3 separate regions of the Mus musculus genome follow, and all the other regions are linked to region 2. Evidence: chromatin contacts called from public HiChIP or PLAC-seq data. All regions are on one chromosome and are shown on one strand. Each heading gives the region's core, a stretch centred on a gene start, on an enhancer-like site or on the middle of the called end of the contact. The rest is flanking DNA. Distances are from core to core; before and after follow the strand shown.

Region 1 (2,877 bases), core at 20-2,519, 150 kb before region 2:
AACTAAAATGTATATAGGGGAATGTGTGCCTATTTCGGGTACCATCTACCTGCTCCATGGCCTTTAACAGCTTTTGGATAGGCAAGTATCTATCTCTCTAGTATGGTGTCTGGCATGTAGTAGGTGCCCAATAAATGTTTACTCAATATTGAATAAAGTACTAAGAGCCAATTCCAACAAGTCTGGAAAGGACTGCAGGGAGTCCCTGAAACCTGGCTCCTGGAACAGCCTTCTTAAGCTCACACCAGGAGGGACTCATCAGGCTAAGCACAGCCCCCTTAACCACTTGCTCTCCACGAACAAGTACTGAGGAGCTGCCTCAACTCTCCTCCTCTCCAACACATCTCTCCTCAAAGGTGACATCAGCACCTAGTGGCACTTAGTGCTAGATCCCTCCTCCTTCTCAGAGAAACCACCTACAACATATTTCCAAGTCCTCCAGGCCAACCTCCCTTCCTACCAATCATAAAACCCTCAACACCCGTGCTGGGAAATACCCCTACTGTGTTCACTAATCAACCCTATCATTCCCACCCCCACCCCAGTTCAGTAATCTCTATTACGAACCTCTTTTCCTGTTGCGCCCACCCTCATCCCCACCCCCAACCAGGCCCTCGGCTGGCCATTCCTTCCACCCCACCGCCCCAGCACTGCGGAGATGGGGGCATCTCTGGTACAGCCTGACAGTTGAAGGAATGCAGAGCTGGCGATAGTAACCAAGGGCGAAAAGAGGCATGCGGGAAGGAGGAAGACCCCCGGGAAGATCGAAGACTTCAGCCTCTCACCAGCGCTCGCCCAAAGAAGCAGAGTTGGCCCCCAAGCCCAGAGGCGCTTTTGCTCTGACTCTCCTGGAGAGGATGAGGGGGCGCAGTCCACCCGGCTGCCCCCTCCCAGAGAGAGGATGGAGCTGAGGGCGAACTCCACGCCCTCCCTGCAAAACGGGCATCGACCCCCATCCTCATCCCCAAGGGCACAGGGCACAGCAAAGGCGAGGGGCAACGAATTCCGCGCCCCGCAGAGATACATCCAGACCAGAAGAGGCTGTTTCCCAAGGCGCACTAACAGAGACTCCTCCTCAAACTGTTCAGGGGAGCTGGAGCTGGGAAAAGGGGTATCCTTCCCCGCGGAGTGGCTGTGGGTGCTCACCTGCGTGGAATCGCCGAAGGCCCAGCGGTAGCAGGGCGCCGCCCCCGACCTCGGCAGCGCGAGGCGTCCTAGAGGCAAGCCTGCAAAGGTAGCTGCAGCCTCCACCGCCCAGTACCGTGGCCTCAAGGACCCGCCCCCTTCCTCCGCGGATACCCTGGCCCCACCCCTAAGGGCGGGGCCTGGCCATATCCCCCGAGGCCACGCCCCCACGCCCGGGCGCTCCCCAGCCCTGGTTCGCACGTGACAAGGGCGCTGCTTTGATGCTGTGCGCCATCTTGGTCGAGCCTGAGAGGGCAGGGCAAGCATTTAATCTGGTAGATGTTCTGGCCCTAAAACTTGGAATGCAGAGCACATCCCTCTTTTCCTCTGTTGAACTCACCTTCCTAAGTCTAGTCTGTTCCCTAAATGGCCAGTCGTCTGTCGCCCTTCACACCTGTTCTCGCTCACATATTTTTAAGTGGAGAAACTGGAAACCCAGATACTCTTGTATTGTAGTATGTGCCTCAGTGAATTGTGACTTGCTTTTGGGCATGTGACTGCCCTAACGCTGTTACTACAAAATGAAGTGTTTGTCTGATACATACATCCTATGAAAACATGCTCAAATGCCAAAATTCTGACAAATTTTAGCTAAACCGATTTTCCTGAATTGTTCCCTTTCCCTGCCCCCGTGGCTATTAATGTATCTTTTCCATCTGGTTTGTGAAATTTCATTTCAGTGCCTACTCAAATCCTTCACAGATACCCCATAAGCACTGTTATGAGTGTGAAGAACTGTTTTGGGTTTGGTTTTTTTTTTTTTTTTTTTTTTTTCTCCCTTTTTAGGTTTTTAAGACAGGGTTTTTCTGTGCAGCCCTGGCTGTTCCGGAACTATGTAGACCAGGCTGGCCTCCATCTCCTAGATTCACCTGCTTCTGCAGGCTGCCTGTGCTGCCACCACCCAGCAGCAGTGAACTGTTCTATATACAATGTGCACATAGGCAGTTACAGATATATACACATCTTGCAACAGTGTCCTATAAAGGCTGAAGCTGAGGTCAGTTAACATAGCCTTTCATTCCCTCTCTCCCAATATATCCAATTTTCCTTTCATCTTTAGAAAATGGCAAGGAAATTAATTCTGATAGGGGTTGAGAGGAGCTGAATCTGTTATTTGTCTGACACTCTGAACAAGAATATATACATCAAGAAGTGAAAAACATTAGTCAGTTTTTAAACCCAGAGCCTACCAAGTTTCAGTCGTTCTCTAGGTGGACTAGTTTTTACAAAAAGGCAATCCTTGACTCTTCACACCCTTCCATTAACAAAACATGAATAATGCCAGAAAAGGCAACTCAGCCAATGCTGAGGAGACTGCAGCCATGGTAACCATGAAGAACCATTTTACCAAGTGTTGGCAATGTGCTAAGACCACAGCAGAGGCAGCAGGAACTTCAAAGGGAGGCTATAGCATCTATCATCATACCATGGAGTTTGACATAAAAACTCACAAGTTGAGCCAGAAAACAATTAAGCCACATTTATTTCACCCACTCAGGGTAAACCTAAATGGGAGACACACAATCCACAAGGACAACTTCCCCTGCTCCATGGCATCTTTTGTTCAGGGAACTCCAGACTCTGTGCTTCTTTTCTTCTGCCTCTAGGCAGCTTCTGACTGCAGAGATCTGTGGAGGCTTACTGTCCTAGGGTTTTTGTTTGCTTTGTTAATTAAGTACCCAAATTCTGGTG
Region 2 (2,948 bases), core at 286-2,785:
GAAATTCAGATGTGGTTACCACAGTGCTTAATATAGAGCCAATTATTGGCAAATATTGATGTGTTTCTGTCCCCAAGCTCCATAGATTTCCATATCTTGTACTGTAAAGTTCAGTTTCCTTAACATGCATCAGATCCGTGGTGTTGAGGGGGCATATTCTACCATTCCGATCTCATTAGTACAGTCTCTCTCTACGCAGAAATATGCTTTAGTCGCTGGTTTACAAACCATTCTTAAGTTTGATCCCTTTTTTTGTTTGTTTGGTTTTTGTTTTTGTTTTTTTCAAGACAGGGTTTCTCTGTGTAGCCCTGGCTGTCCTGGAACTAACTCTGTAGACCAGGCTGGCCTCGAACTCAGAAATTTGCCTGCCTCTGCCTCCCAAGTGCTGGGATTAAAGGCTGTGCCACCATTGCCCAGCTTTAAATTTGATCCTTTTCTAGTGTACCCTGTGTCTAAAATCTTTCATTCCTGACAACCAAATGGTTAATTAAAATGATACCTACGGGGCCTGGAGAGATGAGTCATGGTTGAGTGCCAGCTGATGACTGTTCTTTCAGAGGATCTGGGCTGGGTTCCTGGCACCCATGTGGAAGGTTACAACAGTCAGTAACTCCAGTTCCAGACATCTTGTGCCCTCTTCTGGTCTCCACAGGCGCAAACACAATGCACTTACATGTAAGCCAAACACTTATAAAAAATATCTTTAAATAAATAAGTGGGTGTGCAGTGGTTGTGCATGCCTTTAATCCCAGCTAAGGTGGCCAGATCTGTCTGAGAACAACCAGGGCTACACAGAGCAACCCTGCCTTGAAAAACAAATACAGAGATAAAAGACCCAACATCCTAGACAGCTGTTTCCTAATCCATTTCTGAAATTGTTCTATTATATTTGAGTCTATGACCTTCTCAGGTTACTATTCTCACATACACAATGTCCATCATCATGTAATGTGGGACTAACAGGGGAGCAAGACTGCATTCTAGAACAGTAAGGTGGCTTAATTCCCTCGTTCTGATGTCCTATACACATTGCAAACCTTAGCCTTCTTCCTGTATTATGCCCGAGGGCATACCCTCTAAGGAAATGACGTTTTCAAAATTACTATAAGCAACGCTTTGCTACCTAATAAATGGCCACTATTAGTCTAGGCTTAATATTATCACACTTTTCGCAACACTAAATGTACTAAGCATTATACATACTTCTTACATAGAAAGCAATTGTTTTGTATCTAAATCTTGCTGAGGTGTGACCTGACCCGAATTATCGCCATCTACTCATGAGGCAAGGGAAATATCCCAAGAGTTAGTGGTAAGGCTAGCCATAGTGATTTGCTTAGGCCAATATTAAGGGCGCCTGGGAGACCAGGTATAGTGAAAAAGGATTGTCACAAGTAACTCCTGACACTTCCGTCCGGCAATAGAGAAAGGCGCCTGCGCAATAGAGTTCAGACGCCTGCGCAGAGGTACAGCGAGAGGCACGGGCGGGGCGCCCCCAGGGACCTGCGCCAGCGTAGTTCCGGGTGAGCCAGCTCAGATCGCGCGTGCGCCGTTGTGGCTGATGGTGTGGCGGCACGGCGATGGAACCCTGCGAGCTGCAGAACGAGCTCGTGTCAGCCGAGGGCCGGAACCGGAAGGCGGTGCTGTGCCAGCGTTGTGGCTCTCGGGTGCTGCAGCCAGGGACTGCTCTTTTCTCTCGCCGGCAGGTAGGAAAGTGCTTGATGCTGCTTAGAGTCGCGCTGTCCTGAGCGACCCAGCGGCTCCGGGTTGCTCCTGGTTCCCAGGTTTCCGGAGACCGCGCCCTTCCTTGCGCGTCTTTGCCCCTCCCCGCGTCGTGAGGCCCCGCCCACTGGCTTGGTTGGGGACTGGGACCCTCGTGTCGAGGCACAGTTGCCTGGTCCCCTAAACTGTTCTCTCTCGCAGAGTACTCCCTCAGAGGGTGTGCCTGTCCTAGGCGGCCCACCCGCCCCCAGGCTTTGGGTATCCTGCGCGAGCTAAGGGACGAACCCTAGCCCCCTGTTTCCTGGAGCTCTGGCTAACCTGCTGTACCCCGCAGGTGTATCTCCAGCCACCACTCGGTGTCGCCCCAGGGCACCTAAGAATCACTGGATTTCCTTCCCACCATAGCTTTTATCCATCTTTCAGTCCCTACTTGTCTCATTTGCTTCTCCCCAGAGGAGCTCCAGGATCAAGTTTGGTGGAGAGAATTCACACCGAGTGACTGCTAGTACCCAACTTTTCTAAGTCCCCCGAGATACAATTCCCAGGACGAGGCATTTCGAATAGATTTCGAAGGTTAACCATTCTTTTCTTGCAGTTAGGACTTTTTCATGTAGGATTTTGTGTGTGTGTGTGTGTGTGTGTGTGTGTGAAAGGTTTATAAAGTTAAATTTTAATTAAAGTGAAAGAGAAAGCACACTCCTGATGATAAGAGGTAATCTGGAATCTGAATCCTAAGGGTCCCCCACCCCCGTGTGTGTGTGTGTGTGTGTGTGTGTGTGTGTGTGTGTGTGTGTGTGTGTATGTGTGTTTAAGTTGTTTGTTTGTTTGACAGGGTCTCCCTATGTAGCCTTGGCTGGCTTGGAACTTGCTCTGTAGACCCAGCTGGCCTCTAACTTAAGAGGTCCACCTGGACTCCCCACTGCTAGGGATTAAAGGTATGAGCCGCGTATGGTAGGGTTTTAAAATAAGTGTCTTAAACCACCATCACCCCAATGAGAAAACTGAAAGAAAAAAAAAGTTTCTGAGCCCTTTTTTTTAAGTGTAACATGCGATCCTATTGGATAGTACAAACTAAATTGCTTTCAGACCCTCATTATAAATGGTTTGTAAGAAGCCACTGTTCTTTCAAGTGGTGGAGAGTCACATACAGCAGTGTCTGCTGCAAGAGCGTGTTCTGATGGCCTTGTCTGTGGAGTGGGTGGAAGTCCGTTTTAATAAGAACTACT
Region 3 (2,700 bases), core at 30-2,529, 200 kb before region 2:
CCTGATATAGCTGCCTCTTGTGAGGCTATGCCAGTGCCTGGCAAATACAGAAGTGGATGCTCACAGTCAGCTATTGGATGGAACACAGGGCCCCCAATGGAGGAGCTAGAGAAAGTACCCAAGGAACTGAAGGGGTCTGCAACCCTATAGGTGGAACAACAATATGAACTAACCAGTACCCCCAGAGCTCATGTCTCTAGCTGCATATGTAGCAGAAGATGGCCTAGTCGGCCATCATTGGGAAGAGAGGCCCCTTGGTATTGCAAACTATATGCCCCAGTACAGGGGAACGCCAGGGCCAAGAAGTGGGAATGAGTGGGTAGGGGAGCAGGGCGGGGGGAGGGGGGGTATAGGGAACTTTTGGGATAGCATTTGAAATGTAAATGAAGAAAATATCTAATAAAAAATAATTTAAAAAAGAGCGTCAGACAGGGGACTGAACAGCTCTTGACTAGGGGAGAAGAAGGCAATGTAGAGTAGTCTGTGAGTTCTAATCCTTGCTAAACACTGACTTCACCTGACCCCTACTACTTAAGGCCCCCCCCCTTACTTAAGAAGTCCCTGTGTTCTCTTACTTCAATCTACCCCCAACATCATGAGACCTGGTCAAAGAAGCTGTAGAAACCCAAAAGTTGAATCCATTTGCCCTTCTGGGTTTCTGTCTTTGCCTCCATGGACGATAGGGACACACACACACACACACACACACACACACACACACACACGCCCCAAATCTGGAGTGGTCCTGATGTGGTAGTGGTAGGTCTTTAGGGGTCTCATGGGACTGACATAGTATGGTTTAAGGTGCTGCTGAGCAGGAAAGAGAAGGCTAAGTGGATTTTCAAGACCCCTTCCCGTCCGTCCAAGACAACCCCTTTCTTGTTCCCTTCCTGCCCTGTCCACCAGCTGCCTTGGACCATGGAGGAGAGAGTAGGCAGGAGGCCCGGGTAGGAGTAATTGAAAGGAGCAGATGAGACGGGGGAATGCACCCACCCCCACCTTCCCTGCCCCACAGGGGCTGTGGAGAAATGAAAACTAATCAAATTACAGCCGACGGCCTCCCGACCCGTGCACAGGAGCCGCCTGGGCCAGGGGCAGGCCTGCAGGGTGGGGTGGGGGCAAAAGGAGAGGGAAGGGGAATCACATGTAATCCACTGGAAACGTCTTGATGTGCAGCAACAGCTTAGAGGGGGGCTCAGGTTTCTGTGGCGTTGGCTATATTTATCTCTGGGTTCATGCCAGCAGGGAGGGTTTAAATGGCACCCAGCAGTTGGTGTGAGGGGCTGCGGGAGCTTGGGGGCCAGTGGCAGGAACAAGCCTTTTCCGACCTGATGGAGCTGTATGAGACATCCCCCTATTTCTACCAGGAGCCCCACTTCTATGATGGGGAAAACTACCTTCCTGTCCACCTTCAGGGCTTCGAGCCCCCGGGCTATGAGCGGACTGAGCTCAGCTTAAGCCCGGAAGCCCGAGGGCCCCTGGAAGAAAAGGGACTGGGGACCCCTGAGCATTGTCCAGGCCAGTGCCTGCCGTGGGCATGTAAGGTGTGTAAGAGGAAGTCTGTGTCGGTGGACCGGAGGAGGGCAGCCACACTGAGGGAGAAGCGCAGGCTCAAGAAAGTGAATGAGGCCTTCGAGGCCCTGAAGAGGAGCACCCTGCTCAACCCCAACCAGCGGCTGCCTAAAGTGGAGATCCTGCGCAGCGCCATCCAGTACATTGAGCGCCTACAGGCCTTGCTCAGCTCCCTCAACCAGGAGGAGCGCGATCTCCGCTACAGAGGCGGGGGCGGGCCCCAGCCCATGGTAAGTGGCTAGTACACCAGATCCAGGGATAGGGCCAGAGGGAGGTGCCTGGTCAGCCCCGGGCCACCAGAGCTAGAACAGGTGCAAAGCAGGGCCCTTGGGATCCCTGGACCCCTTTCCTTGTCGGCTAGACTGTCCAGTGGCCTTCTGGGCTCATACTGTTTCCAAAATACAGATGGGGTAGGGTGGACTGGCACAGGAGAACAGAAGGGGCCCGGAAACAAGCCTGCAGTAAGGGCTTTGGTGAGCCTAGGTGAAAATGAGGGAAAAGTGGCCTAAGAAACCTGCTTTGTCCCAAGTCCACAGCCTTCATTTTTGACCTGACGAAACACATTAGAATGCCCACAGGCCTGCTCAGGAGCCACCGTAACAAAATACTGTGGTTTATCACCCTCACCGCCGAAATGAAAGCAAAGTTCTCATCCTAGAAGCTAGGAAAGACCTAGAAGTAGGATGTCTATGGTAACATTCTAGGGTAGGCAACTGACCCTGTAACCCAGGCAGAGAGAAATACCTGAGACTGGCAGTAGACTTGACCTTGGACCTTGGCCTTGTCTTGCATGCAGGTGCCCAGTGAATGCAACTCCCACAGCGCCTCCTGCAGTCCGGAGTGGGGCAATGCACTGGAGTTCGGTCCCAACCCAGGAGGTAAGTGAATCCTGACCCTGGTAACATGGCTCAAATCCCTTAGTCCCTACCTAGGCTGGGCTTGTACCCTTACCATAAGCCCTGTCCCAATCACCCTTCAGCAGCTTTTCTAGGAACTTGCTGACCTGAGGGCCCCAAATGGTGGGCTGGAGACCCTGTGCCTCCCGGTAGCCTTGACCAGCTAAAGAGTAGTCAGAGCCTCCAGCAACTTCCCTGCTGGTCTCTGACCTCAGAGAGAAGAGCCTGCTCC

The links. HiChIP or PLAC-seq counts read pairs in DNA pulled down with a chosen protein or histone mark.
Region 1: an H3K27ac HiChIP or PLAC-seq map of embryonic stem cells shows a contact between it and region 2, with 4 times the contacts expected there. The contact joins the promoter of Ppfia4 here to the promoter of Rabif in region 2. A contact is called at or near these places in 20 of 39 promoter capture datasets (the 3T3-L1 cell line, the C10 cell line, the HPC-7 cell line and 13 more), 8 of 484 Hi-C or Micro-C datasets (the MNK3 cell line, differentiating embryonic stem cells, embryonic stem cells and 2 more), 15 of 115 datasets of contacts at active chromatin or transcription factors (the HPC-7 cell line, embryonic fibroblasts, embryonic stem cells and 3 more) and 4 of 9 other capture datasets (adipose tissue, embryonic stem cells, liver and 1 more).
Region 3: an H3K27ac HiChIP or PLAC-seq map of embryonic stem cells shows a contact between it and region 2, with 5 read pairs. The contact joins the promoter of Myog here to the promoter of Rabif in region 2. A contact is called at or near these places in 1 of 115 datasets of contacts at active chromatin or transcription factors (embryonic stem cells) and 1 of 9 other capture datasets (adipose tissue).

What each region holds. Positions count from the first base shown.
Region 1 is chr1:134,343,447-134,346,323 of GRCm38.p6, forward strand. It overlaps Ppfia4 (protein tyrosine phosphatase, receptor type, f polypeptide (PTPRF), interacting protein (liprin), alpha 4), which reads right to left and starts at 1,270. Exons shown (of 29, transcript NM_001374777.1): 1 at 1,147-1,270. It overlaps Tmem183a (transmembrane protein 183A), which reads right to left. Exons shown (of 8, transcript NM_020588.2): 8 at 2,651-2,877.
Region 2 is chr1:134,493,104-134,496,051 of GRCm38.p6, forward strand. Rabif (RAB interacting factor) reads left to right here and starts at 1,536. Exons shown (of 2, transcript NM_145510.2): 1 at 1,536-1,706. The coding sequence starts at 1,581.
Region 3 is chr1:134,288,725-134,291,424 of GRCm38.p6, forward strand. It overlaps Myog (myogenin), which reads left to right and starts at 1,280. Exons shown (of 3, transcript NM_031189.2): 1 at 1,280-1,802; 2 at 2,369-2,450. The coding sequence starts at 1,332. Myoparr (myogenin promoter-associated myogenic regulatory antisense lncRNA) reads right to left here and starts at 1,037. Exons shown (of 1, transcript NR_160520.1): 1 at 1-1,037.